Regions from separate parts of the Sus scrofa genome. Here region 1 is linked to region 2. Evidence: chromatin contacts called from public HiChIP or PLAC-seq data. All regions are on one chromosome and are shown on one strand. The core of a region is the stretch at or near the end of the contact, and the rest is flanking DNA. Distances in the headings are between cores, read along the strand shown. Region 1 holds the start of UPF2 (regulator of nonsense transcripts 2). Region 2 holds the start of SEC61A2 (protein transport protein Sec61 subunit alpha).

Region 1 (5,296 bases), core at 2,715-5,214, 76 kb before region 2:
CCAAAGGCTTTAGTTAACACCACTGATGGAACTTGAACAAAAAAAGCTGTTAATCCTGTTTAAACAATCATTAAAATATGTAAGGGCATAACTACTTGCTTATGTGGCAAGATAATGTTAATACTTGCATTATCTGGGAAGTGTAGTTATCAGCTTCTCATGCAGCTTCAATTAAATACCCGCCTTTGCCTTAAAGCAAGCCAACTGTCTAGAGGCAACACAAATAGCTACTACTCACTGGTACCACAGTAAACACCTCACATTATCTTATTTAATACTAAAATCTTTATGAGGTGGGTATTATTTTCTCTATTTTATAAATGAGTAAACTGAGACATGACCAAGTAACTTGACCAATACCTCCACAGCTGGTGACAGAGCTAGAAACTGAACTCATCCTTCTAACTAACATTATTAAAAACCTTGAGCGTATGAAACTGTCAGTTGGAAAACCTGATCATAGATACTAACTACAACAAATCACAGAATTATGTTTCTCAGAATAGAAAGAGTCTCTGATAATGGCTAAGCAGTTTTTACACTGTTTTAACTTTAGTCATAGTCCAGCTAAAATACTGGGGACGAGGTAATTCCCAAGGTAACAAGACAATCTTCACTTAGGGATATTTGTAATTATGTGCAAATAATAATAATAATGTTTGTAAAAAATTTGTATTTTCTGATGTCTAGCAGCAACACACAACATTTCAGCTGATACAAGAAAGTACAGTTCTCAGAATACAAAAAGAATAGCACCAGGGGTTCCGGCCGTAGCACAACAGGATCAGCAGCATCTTGGGAGCACTGGGACACAGCTTCAATCCCTGGCTCCATACAGTGGAAAAAGGATTCGATGTTACCGGAGCTGCAGCTGAGGTCACAGCTGTAGCTCAGACCTGATCCCTGGCCCGGGAATGCCATATGCTGAGGGGCAGCCAAAAAAGGGAAAAAAAAAAAAAAAGAACAGCATTAAAATTTCTATTTGTAATTAATATCTCATTTATGAAGATGAAATTAGACATTAAATTCTGTTAAAATATTAAGACATTCACTTGGGGAGTTCTCTTAAGGTACAGCAGGTTAAGGATCTGGTCTTGTCGCTGTAGTGGTCTGGGTCGCTGCTATGGCGTAGATTTGATCCCTGGACTGAGAACTTCCATATGCTGCAGGACCAGCCAAAAAAAAGAAAGAAAAAAGAAAAAAGAAATTCATTTGGAACCTGACAAATTGAAAAAAGATCAACATTTATTAGCGTAACAGTCTCTCAAACTTTGGTGACTCAACTTTTGTGACTCTCTACAGTATTTATTCAATGGACTTTTTTTCTTTCTTTGGTCTTTTTTTTGTCTTTTTAGGGCCTCACCCGCGGCATATGGAGGTTCTCAGGCTAGGGGTCATATTGGAGCTGTAGCTGCTGGCCTACACCACAGCCATGCCAGGTCCAAGCCTTGTCTGTGACCTACACCACAGCTCACAGCAACGCCAGATCTTTAACCCACTGAGTGAGGCAGGGATCCAACCCTCATCCTCATGGATACTAGTCTGGCTCATTAACTGCTGAACCATGACAGGAACTCCTATTCAACAGATTTGTGTTTTCTGTATCAAACTGCAGTAGGCATTAATGACTTAGATTCTGCTCTGGACCATGACAAAACAGATTCTCAATAAGACCCTTAAGTCTTGGTCCTGGTGCCTTCTTTGAGTCATTTCCTCCTTGCATTACAAACATATACTGAAAGTACACACAGAACTAAATTTCAGTGAACAAAAAATACGATGAAAATCTAAAGGTTCATGTAAAAGCAACAATGCAACATGTGAAAATACTATAAGCTTTAAAGTCACTCAGACTTTAAGTTTGCATCCCAACTCTGAAACCTGCTAGTTATCGAAACTGGGCAATGTAACTTCTCTGAGTCTATTTATCAATAAAAAGGAGATACTGCTACCTCTCCGACAGAGTTCTTACACTTTTAGCACAAGAGTAAGGCAGCATTCAACAAATGTTTATTCTTTCACAGACAACACCGAAAAGTTCACCCTAAAATGAGATTTTTCAAGTTAGAAGTACTAGATTTTAGCTACTCCAATCCTCAAGTTTTACAGAGTGACCTGCCCAAGATTACACAACTAGTTGTAGTGGCTGCACTGAGACTGTGTGTCTAGTGCTCTTTTCAACTACATACTATGACTCTAAAATTTTAAAAACCAAATAAAAGATATAAACATAACTCAGATTATGCATTTCTGTATCAATTTAAAAAAATAAAACTGAGCATTAAATTTTATTGAATGAAATACAAAAATGTCTTTAAATTATCTTACCAAACACATGCCCTAAACAAATATTTTACCTAAAGTATTCAAACAGTCTTTCAAATAAAACCCAAAACTTTTAAATAGGTTCTATCTCAAAATAAGATAAAATCAGTGACCTTTGAATTGGGATACAATCAGCTTTTACAAGTTATTTTATCAAGTACAATTACATTCACACAGTCCTTAAAAGGAAGCCACGCTTTAAAACCACCTTCCTAGCTCCCAAAATAGTGTCCTGGCCCTGGGCTGTGTATTTTATTTGGTTTTCTAAGTATACTCTGAACTTGCAAAAGAAAGTAAAACTACTTTACTAGGAAAACAGGTACTACCAATAGTGTGTACCTGGAGTGCAGAGAAAGGGGGGTTTCCCTTTTAATCATATTCCTGCACAAAGTACCAAATGAACTATGTATGAAATCACAATGAGTCTGCTCCGAAAATGCTCCAGAGTAAAAGAATGCCGTTTTACCTTTTAATTCTGGGTTATTCATTCAAAATGTTCTTAAGGGCAGAACCGCACCAGGGGCATTACCTCCCAGTCTTTGACTTTAAAGAAACGTCCGCAGTAAAAGGGACTCATTCAAAGTTTTCCCAAATTTCGCCAGAGTTCAAAAACGGTATTCTTGAAGAGCTGTACAATTCTCATCAACACCTAAAAACTGTGCTAAATGAGAAGAGCGAGTGGTAGTTTTGCTTAGATCCGATGCCTCACTAAGTACAAGTCCGGTCCTGAGGGTACCCCCCCCCCAAGCCTGTAAGCTGGCTCTGCTTGGCCAACCTGGAGACCAAATACCCCGAGATCATCTCCTTAGTTCAACTGTGCCAACAAGAGAAGACCTGGAGCCCCGGGATGAAGGCAAAGTGAAGAATCACCGGCCCATGGGACTGAAAAGAAGCACACCGAATAATCCTCGCCCACCACTCCCAAGTACACCCAAACCCCTGCGCCTAAACACAGCGCTCCCACAACCCCCTGCTCCTGCTCCACACGCCTCGACCCCCCTCGCTTCCCGGCCACAACTCCCCTTCCCCCGGGGTCCACGGTCACCTGCGCCGACCACCCCCGCCCCAGCCCTAACTTCGCACCCCACACTCCCTCACCACCGGAGCCCGACACGCTCCGGCCGGTCCCCGGCTCCGCATCATCCCACACACGCACCCGCCCGCTTCCTCGCCCTCGCTTCGTTCCCGGCTCCCGAAGAGCTCTCCCCAACCTCCTCGCCTCCTCCACACCCCCAAGCCCCTTCACCCCGCCGCGGCGGGCTCCCGGCCTCCGGCCCCGAGGCCCAGCCCCGGCATGTGGGGCAGGCACCCCTCTAGACCGCCCCTCTGGCCGACCCCGGGCCGGCGGCTCCCGCGTTGACGGGAACTCCCGAGAGAGAGGGGTCTGAGGAGGAGGACGCCGGACCCGCGGTCCGGCTCCCGCTCGCCGCCCCCGGAGCGCTGAGGTGCGGAGTCGCCTCTCGGGTCCCCCAGGGAGTAGGAGTCCAGGCCGGTGCCCCTCAGCCCCGCTCCCTCCCGGTCGTTGGAGCGGAGGAGAAGGAGGTTCCCCGGGACTCACCTCGAGCCTGTTGTCAACATTAGCCCCGGGTTTCCCAGCACCAACTCCAGCGCTCGGGCTCTCCCCTCCCCTCCCCCACCTAGCTCGCAGCCGAGGGCCCGCCTTCCCTCAGCTCCCCCTCCTCCCTCCGCCCGCCGGCCCTCCCGCCCGCCACTCACCAGCGCGGCCCGGCTGCGAGTGGGGGCGGGGCGGAGGGAGGTGGAAAGGAAGCAGCCGTCCGAGCGATTGCCGGACCGAAAACAGTCCGAGGCGCCCTTCCGCCGGCATCTCCACGTCCTTGGCTTAGCTTCGGGGTGGCGGGTCACGAGCAAAGTCTCAGATAGGTGCCGCACACATAGCGGCTGCTTCAAATTACCCACTCCTTTAAGAGGAGCTAATTTTTTCAGACAGGCAATGCGTAGGGCAGCCACAGCAAGCCCCTCAATCCAGGGCCTCAGTGGAGGGGGAGGAGTGTTCCGAGGACCGGAGGCAGGAAGTGGATTGGTCGCCAGGAAAGGGAAAGCTCCTGAATTGGAGGTACGCAGGCGCAGGCACTGAGGTGGGGGGGCCGGGGGGTAAAGCGAGAATGGGGAGGGGCGGAGCTAACAGGAGGTGAGGAAGGGCGGTGGAACGGTAGGCGAATTACGGGGCGCCATTAAGGACAAACTTAGCCACGTGACTCTCATGGGAGTTTCCTGGAGCGAATGTAAGGAAGAGGTCTAAGAAGGGAAAGTTTGATTGGATTAATGCATGGGGTGAGGTTGAAGATTTAGGAAGTTGAAAACTGGAGAGGTTAAAGAATATGGCTGGTGAGGAAGGTGCAAGTTGGTTAGGAACAGGTTTCGATTTAAGAGTGCCCTAGAAAGACTACGAAAGTCCGGTTGGGGAATTTCCAGAAGCAGTTTCAGGTGTTCCACCTAAAAGTACCCCAGGGTGAAGACAATTAAGGTTTTTCCTACACAGGTCTTAGAAAGTACCGTTCTAGCAAGCAGATTTTTTAAATTACAATGAATTATTAAATGAAATGACCAGGTTAAAAAAAATTTGCTACGCTTGCCATTTCCACTGAATGCGGAACCAAATCAACTTTTAAAAGTGGTACCAGCTTATTTTCTCTTAAATGTCTGAATTCGTGCATCTGGCCTCCAATTTTTATCCAAACATTGCTAAGGTTTGCCAGCAGAATCTGGCTGGGTGTTCAGTACTGGCCGGCTTTGGCTGGTCAGGAGCCAAAGGAGCAAAGGTGCAGAACTGGTCTTGATTCTTGCTCCACCTGCGGCGCCCCGCCCCCAAAGTGAGCTAGGAGCAACTAGAAACACTTGAGGCAGGTCCCTCCTATTCAGCTTTTGCCCATTTGCTTCTTTCTGTTTACTGTTTTTACTTACCATTTATTATTTTTTTCCCAACTGGGATATAATTGATTTTCAATATTGT
Region 2 (5,142 bases), core at 2,596-5,095:
CATGTGATGTTCACTTGTGGTACTTAAGGGTCACTTTAACTTTGATAGTGGGAACTTCCCAACATCAGGTGCTTTGGGGATTTCTAGAGATCACCCCCGCCCTCTTATTCTGAAATTAAGCTGAGTACTGGAGATATAACTAAACATCAACCAGCTGTAGCTTTACGTCGCTTGGTGCTGCAGAGACTACCATGTACCATTTTTGTGCCAGGACATTATTTTTCTCAGAAATGAGCAAGGTGCCAGGATCCTGGAACACCCTCTCCAGGTTTACTGACACCTGTTAATGTCTTTCAGTATCAATGTGTAGATTGTTCTGGCCACAGCAGAAGATTCATGATTCATACCTTAATTGTGTACATTAGTGTATTGATTAATTACAAAGGTCAATTTAATAAGAATGGTTAACAACATTGTATGTTGAACTAGGAAAAAAATAAAAATACAGTGTCATTGTTTTTCAGAATTCTTGGTTTCTTGAATTAAAAAAATTTCAAAAGTCTAAGCACAAAATGAGATGGAAAACCAGATTTTTCTTTTTCTTTTTTTTTTGCTTTTTAGGGCCGCACCCATAGCATATAGAGGTTCCCAGGCTAGGGGTCTAATCGGAACTACAGCTGCTGGCCTACACCACAGCCACAGCAATGCCAGATCCAAGCTGTGTCTGTAACCTACACCACAGCTCATGGCAACGGTGGATCTTTAACCCACTGAGCAAGGCCAGGGATTGAACCCGCAACCTCATGGTTCCTAGTCAGATTCATCTGCACCGCGCCATGATGGGAACTCGCAGATTTTTTTTTTTTAAGCTTAGTTTAGATCGCTCCAATTTCTAACTGGACACCTCAGCAGTCTGTTTATGGTTTCTTCTCACATCTCCAGATGTGTCTTCGGTATCTTAACCTTCTTACTCTCAATCAGCACCGCAATGTGGATCAGCATGTTGAATTACCTTGCAGAAAGGGACCATTTGAAGAATTCCACATCAGATACTCCCATGATAAAGTATGGGATAAAAATATTAAAGTAAAATATTTTAAAAATTGATGATGTGATATTAATATCAATTTATGCTAAATTTCATATTCAATGAAGACTAGAGCTCAAATTGGGTAGTCAGTGAAGAGAAATACATGTTAATAGATATATTAACAATATCTTTTGTTTAAAATGACATATTATTCTTTTTTTTGTCTTTTTGCCTTTTCTAGGGCCGCACCTGCGGCATATGGAGGTTCCCAGGCTAGGGGTCTAATTGGAGCTATAGCCACCAGCCTACACCAGAGCCACAGCAACGTGGGATCCGAGCTGCGTCTGCAACCTACACCACAGCTCATGGCAACACCAGATCATTAACCCACTGATCGAGGCCAGGGATCGAACTCACAACTCATGGTTCCTAGTCGGATTCGTTAAGCTCTGAGCCACAATGGGGACTCCTAAAATGACGCATTATTCTTAGTAAAATAAAATTTTCTTTTTTATAAGGACAATTTTGTTCCATTGTACTAGGTTTTCCATGCACATACCATAAGCAAAAATATTCTAAAGCATAGCCTTTTTTTGTTCTGATTACATTACCTTAGTTTATTATTTTAAAAAATTCCTTGACTGACAATAGATAAAGTATTGCTTTTACAAGATTGAAGAAATACGGTTTAGAGAAATAAAAGAATTTCTTAATTATTATTATTTAAAGAAATTAAGAAGGAAGTCACAGGTTAAGAATCAAGACCTTGGAATTCCCGCTGTGACACCACAGGAGCAGCTGTGGCATCTCCAGAGCACTGGGATGCAGGTTCGATCCCCAGTCTAGCACAGTGGGTTAAGGATCTGGCATTGCTATAGCTGCAACTTTGGCTTGAATCTGTAGGGAAGCCTAGGCCACACAGAGAAGCCATTTGGAGATGTTCAAGCTGCCAGCTTCTGCTGAGGTCTTAGCTGTGAACCAGCTTCAGATGCCAGACTTGGGGTGAGAGAGCCTCCTGACAATTCAAGCCCCCAGCCTTGGAGCTGTCCCTGATGATCCCTAATGGAGCAAAGAGCCACGCAAGCCCAGTCTAAATTGTCATATGTACGTGCATGTGTATGTGTGTATACGTAAGTATGTAAGTTTGTTGAAAGACAAAGCTGGACACTAAAGTGGTAAGGACAGCTTTCAGTGGGTAATATACCATGTATGGCAGCAAAGAAAAGAATCCAGCGTGAACTAAATCCCACTTGAATGTGTATAGAGATGGCTGGCATTTAAGAGAAACAAGGGAGGAGAGAAAGGGGGTAGAATGGGGGCTCAGAGTAGAGTCAGGGAAGTGAAAAATTACACAGAACGGGAGGGCTTGGTCCATGTGAAAGCCATCCAGGCCTGTTAAGTGGTGAGAACTGCAGTTAGGCTCCTATCCTTCCACAGAGGCTGGGAGCCATGGATGCTGTCCATCTCCGAGTGCAACAAGGGGTCAATTCTTCCGGCAGCCTTGAGCTCCCCAGGCAGATACTTTAAGGGGGCCGGGGTCAGCCTAGGGATGGATGTATTAGGAATTACATGTTGCATTTATTCAACTCTTTATTGTCCAAGGTAAGGCCTAGTGGAAAAAGGGTTCAGAGGAGCCTGGCTAGAGTGTGGGCAAAGAGAAGTGTGTGTGTGCGCGCACGCCCGTGAGCACTTATGTATTTTGCTTCCTTCTTGGACATAGATCTGAATGTTAAAACGGATCATTGGATTTGGTGATTATAAGTGATTAAGTGACCTTTGAAGTTGCTTGTTTCATCAGGTGTTAGAGCAGAAGTTAGATCACAGGGGTTTGAAATTTGAGTAAGGAGGAGTTCCCATCACGGCGAAGTGGAAATGAATCCAACTAGGAACCATGAGGTTGTGGGTTCGATCCCTGGCCTAGCTCAGTGGGTTAAGGATGTGGCCTTGCGTGAGCTGTGGTATAAGTTGCAGACGCAGCTCAGATCTGGCTTTGCTCTGGCTGTGGCGTAGGCCAGCAGCTATAGCTCTGATTAGACATCTAGCCTGGGAACCTCCTTGTGCTACCGGTGTGGCTCCAAAAAGACAAAAAAGAAAGAAAAAAAAAAAGAAATAGGAATTAGGAGTTCCCATCAGGGCTCAGCGGTTAACAAACCTGACTAGCATCCATGAGGAGGCAGGTTCCATCCTTGGCCTCCCTCAGTGGGTTAAGGATCCAGCATTGCTGTGAGCTATGGAGAAGGTTGCAGACACAGCTTGGATCTGGTGTTTCCGTGGCTGTGGTGTAGGTGGCAGCTGTAGCTCTGATTTGACCTCCATATGCCTCGGGTGCGGCCCTAAAGATGCGGGAAAAAAAAAAAAAAAAAAAAAAGAATTAAAAATGTGAGGCCAGCAGATTTTTAAGGCTGTATTGCTTTCCTTTATACTATCCTGTCTGAGAGGGGACAAAAGGGATTAGTCCAGAGGGACAAAATTCTGATCTATTTCGGAGAAGCTAAAGAGTGTAGAGTGTAAGAGGGAGATAGTGGAGCGTTCAGAAGCTATTAATTTGGACAAAATGTCCCAAGTTTCTGAAAACTTCCTAGAGGTTCCAATAATTTGGAAGCAAAATAAAAAGTTTGTTTGGGTGACGCTGGTTCTAGGGGCTGCTGTTTCAGGCCTTGGGATCGAATCCGGCCTGCGTTCCTGGGGCTGCCGCTCTGGCTGGCAAAGAGATGACCCTTGCTGGACACTGAACTCGGAGACGTGCTCCCAGCATAAAGGCCTGGTTTGCTGTAGCCTCACAGAGCTTCCCTGCTCCAGGACCCCGCGTGAGCACGCCCTCGGGAGCGCCGGCGGTGGCCATGGCAACGCGGTGACGTCAGCGCACCAGCGGCCAACGGCCAGCGCCTCGTCGGGGGGCGGGGCAGGGCGCGTGTCACGTGGCTCGGGGCGGAGCCTGTGCCGGGCTGGCCGGAGCGCGTCGGGAGCTGGCGCCGAGGCCCCAGACGCGGGACCCGAGCTAAGGCCGCTCCGAGGCCGCTGGGCCCCGCCGGGCCACCGCAGCCGCCGCCATGGGCAGTGAGTAGCGGCGGCGAGGCTCCCGCCGGGGGCGCAGGCGCCGACGAACCGCGGGAGTGGGGTTGGCGCCCGCCCTGGCGTCGTCCGGCCCGCGGGCGGGGAGGCGCGGGCTGCGCCGGGCAGCTGCGGAGGGCGTGGGTTGGGGACCTCCGCCGAGGCGCCGCCAGTGCGAGGCCTCGCCAGGCCAGTTGCAGGGACCCGACCTGGAGGCCCAGGATCTAAGTTCAGTGGGTGGCGAGGAGCGGAGGACCGCGCGGGGAGGCCATTGGTTTCGGGGGCGGGGAGTTAGGCAACCGGGCGAAAACTGGACCACTGTTAATTTTTCAGGGGCTTTGGAAACTCATATTTTTATTCCCAAGTCACCCTTCCTTGGTATGTTAGTTGTGACGAGTGAAGCTCCCTGATTTGTTTCATTTTTTTTAAAAGCGATGCATGGCGTGTGTTGTAGGCGAGGAAAGGAGGTTGGTGGTATAGCATTTTCCTTAAATTTTGTATTTAAGTCATTCTGTAAGCATTTACTGAAAACTCAGCATAAGGGCATATAAGCTTTGGGGACAAGGCCTTGTATAATGGGGATCTTTTGAGGGCCGTCTCCCGAACGCAACACCACGTATCTTCGCAAATATTCTTACATAGCTGTTCGGGTGATTGTTGGATGAATGGATTACCGCAAACCCAAGCTGTGCACCCATTGGCCAGCCAACTAGGAGACATTTGGGGAAGCTAGGAAGGAAGTAGGGGCGACACTTGGGCTTGAATTTTCAGTATAAAGGGTTAAATTTTGCAACACAGGAGTAGACAAGTGGCAGACAAAAGCATTGCTTGAACCTGAACACTCCAACGCATGTGATCATAAGCCAAGAAACCTGGGAGGGCACGTGGTTGAAATGGGAACGAAAAGGGGTGACGGGGATTCCAGGACATTTCCTGATGGGATTGACGTTGGTTCTGCATTGGAGATGAACATTTTCCATAATTCACATTTACTTTCAAAGTCATCTGAAATGGTACGTGGCCGACACACACCTGCCCATGAGCATTTTCGGCATTCTTCTGCCAAACATCAGTGGCTGCCATCATTTTGGGAGGTTTTATAGCAAGAGCGTAGAGTCCCC

Evidence for each region. HiChIP or PLAC-seq counts read pairs in DNA pulled down with a chosen protein or histone mark.
Region 1: a contact with region 2 is called in an H3K27ac HiChIP or PLAC-seq map of alveolar macrophages. The contact joins the promoter of UPF2 here to the promoter of SEC61A2 in region 2. A contact is called at or near these places in 1 of 5 promoter capture datasets (liver), 5 of 47 Hi-C or Micro-C datasets (alveolar macrophages, epiblast stem cells, liver and 1 more) and 2 of 2 datasets of contacts at active chromatin or transcription factors (alveolar macrophages and skeletal muscle).

What each region holds. Positions count from the first base shown.
Region 1 is chr10:59,891,774-59,897,069 of Sscrofa11.1, reverse strand. UPF2 (regulator of nonsense transcripts 2) reads right to left here and starts at 3,964. Exons shown (of 24, transcript XM_021064994.1): 1 at 3,884-3,964; 2 at 2,792-2,986.
Region 2 is chr10:59,815,742-59,820,883 of Sscrofa11.1, reverse strand. SEC61A2 (protein transport protein Sec61 subunit alpha) reads left to right here and starts at 3,845. Exons shown (of 12, transcript XM_003130808.6): 1 at 3,845-4,027. The coding sequence starts at 4,021. DHTKD1 (probable 2-oxoglutarate dehydrogenase E1 component DHKTD1, mitochondrial) reads left to right here. Exons shown (of 16, transcript XM_021064993.1): 16 at 1-466.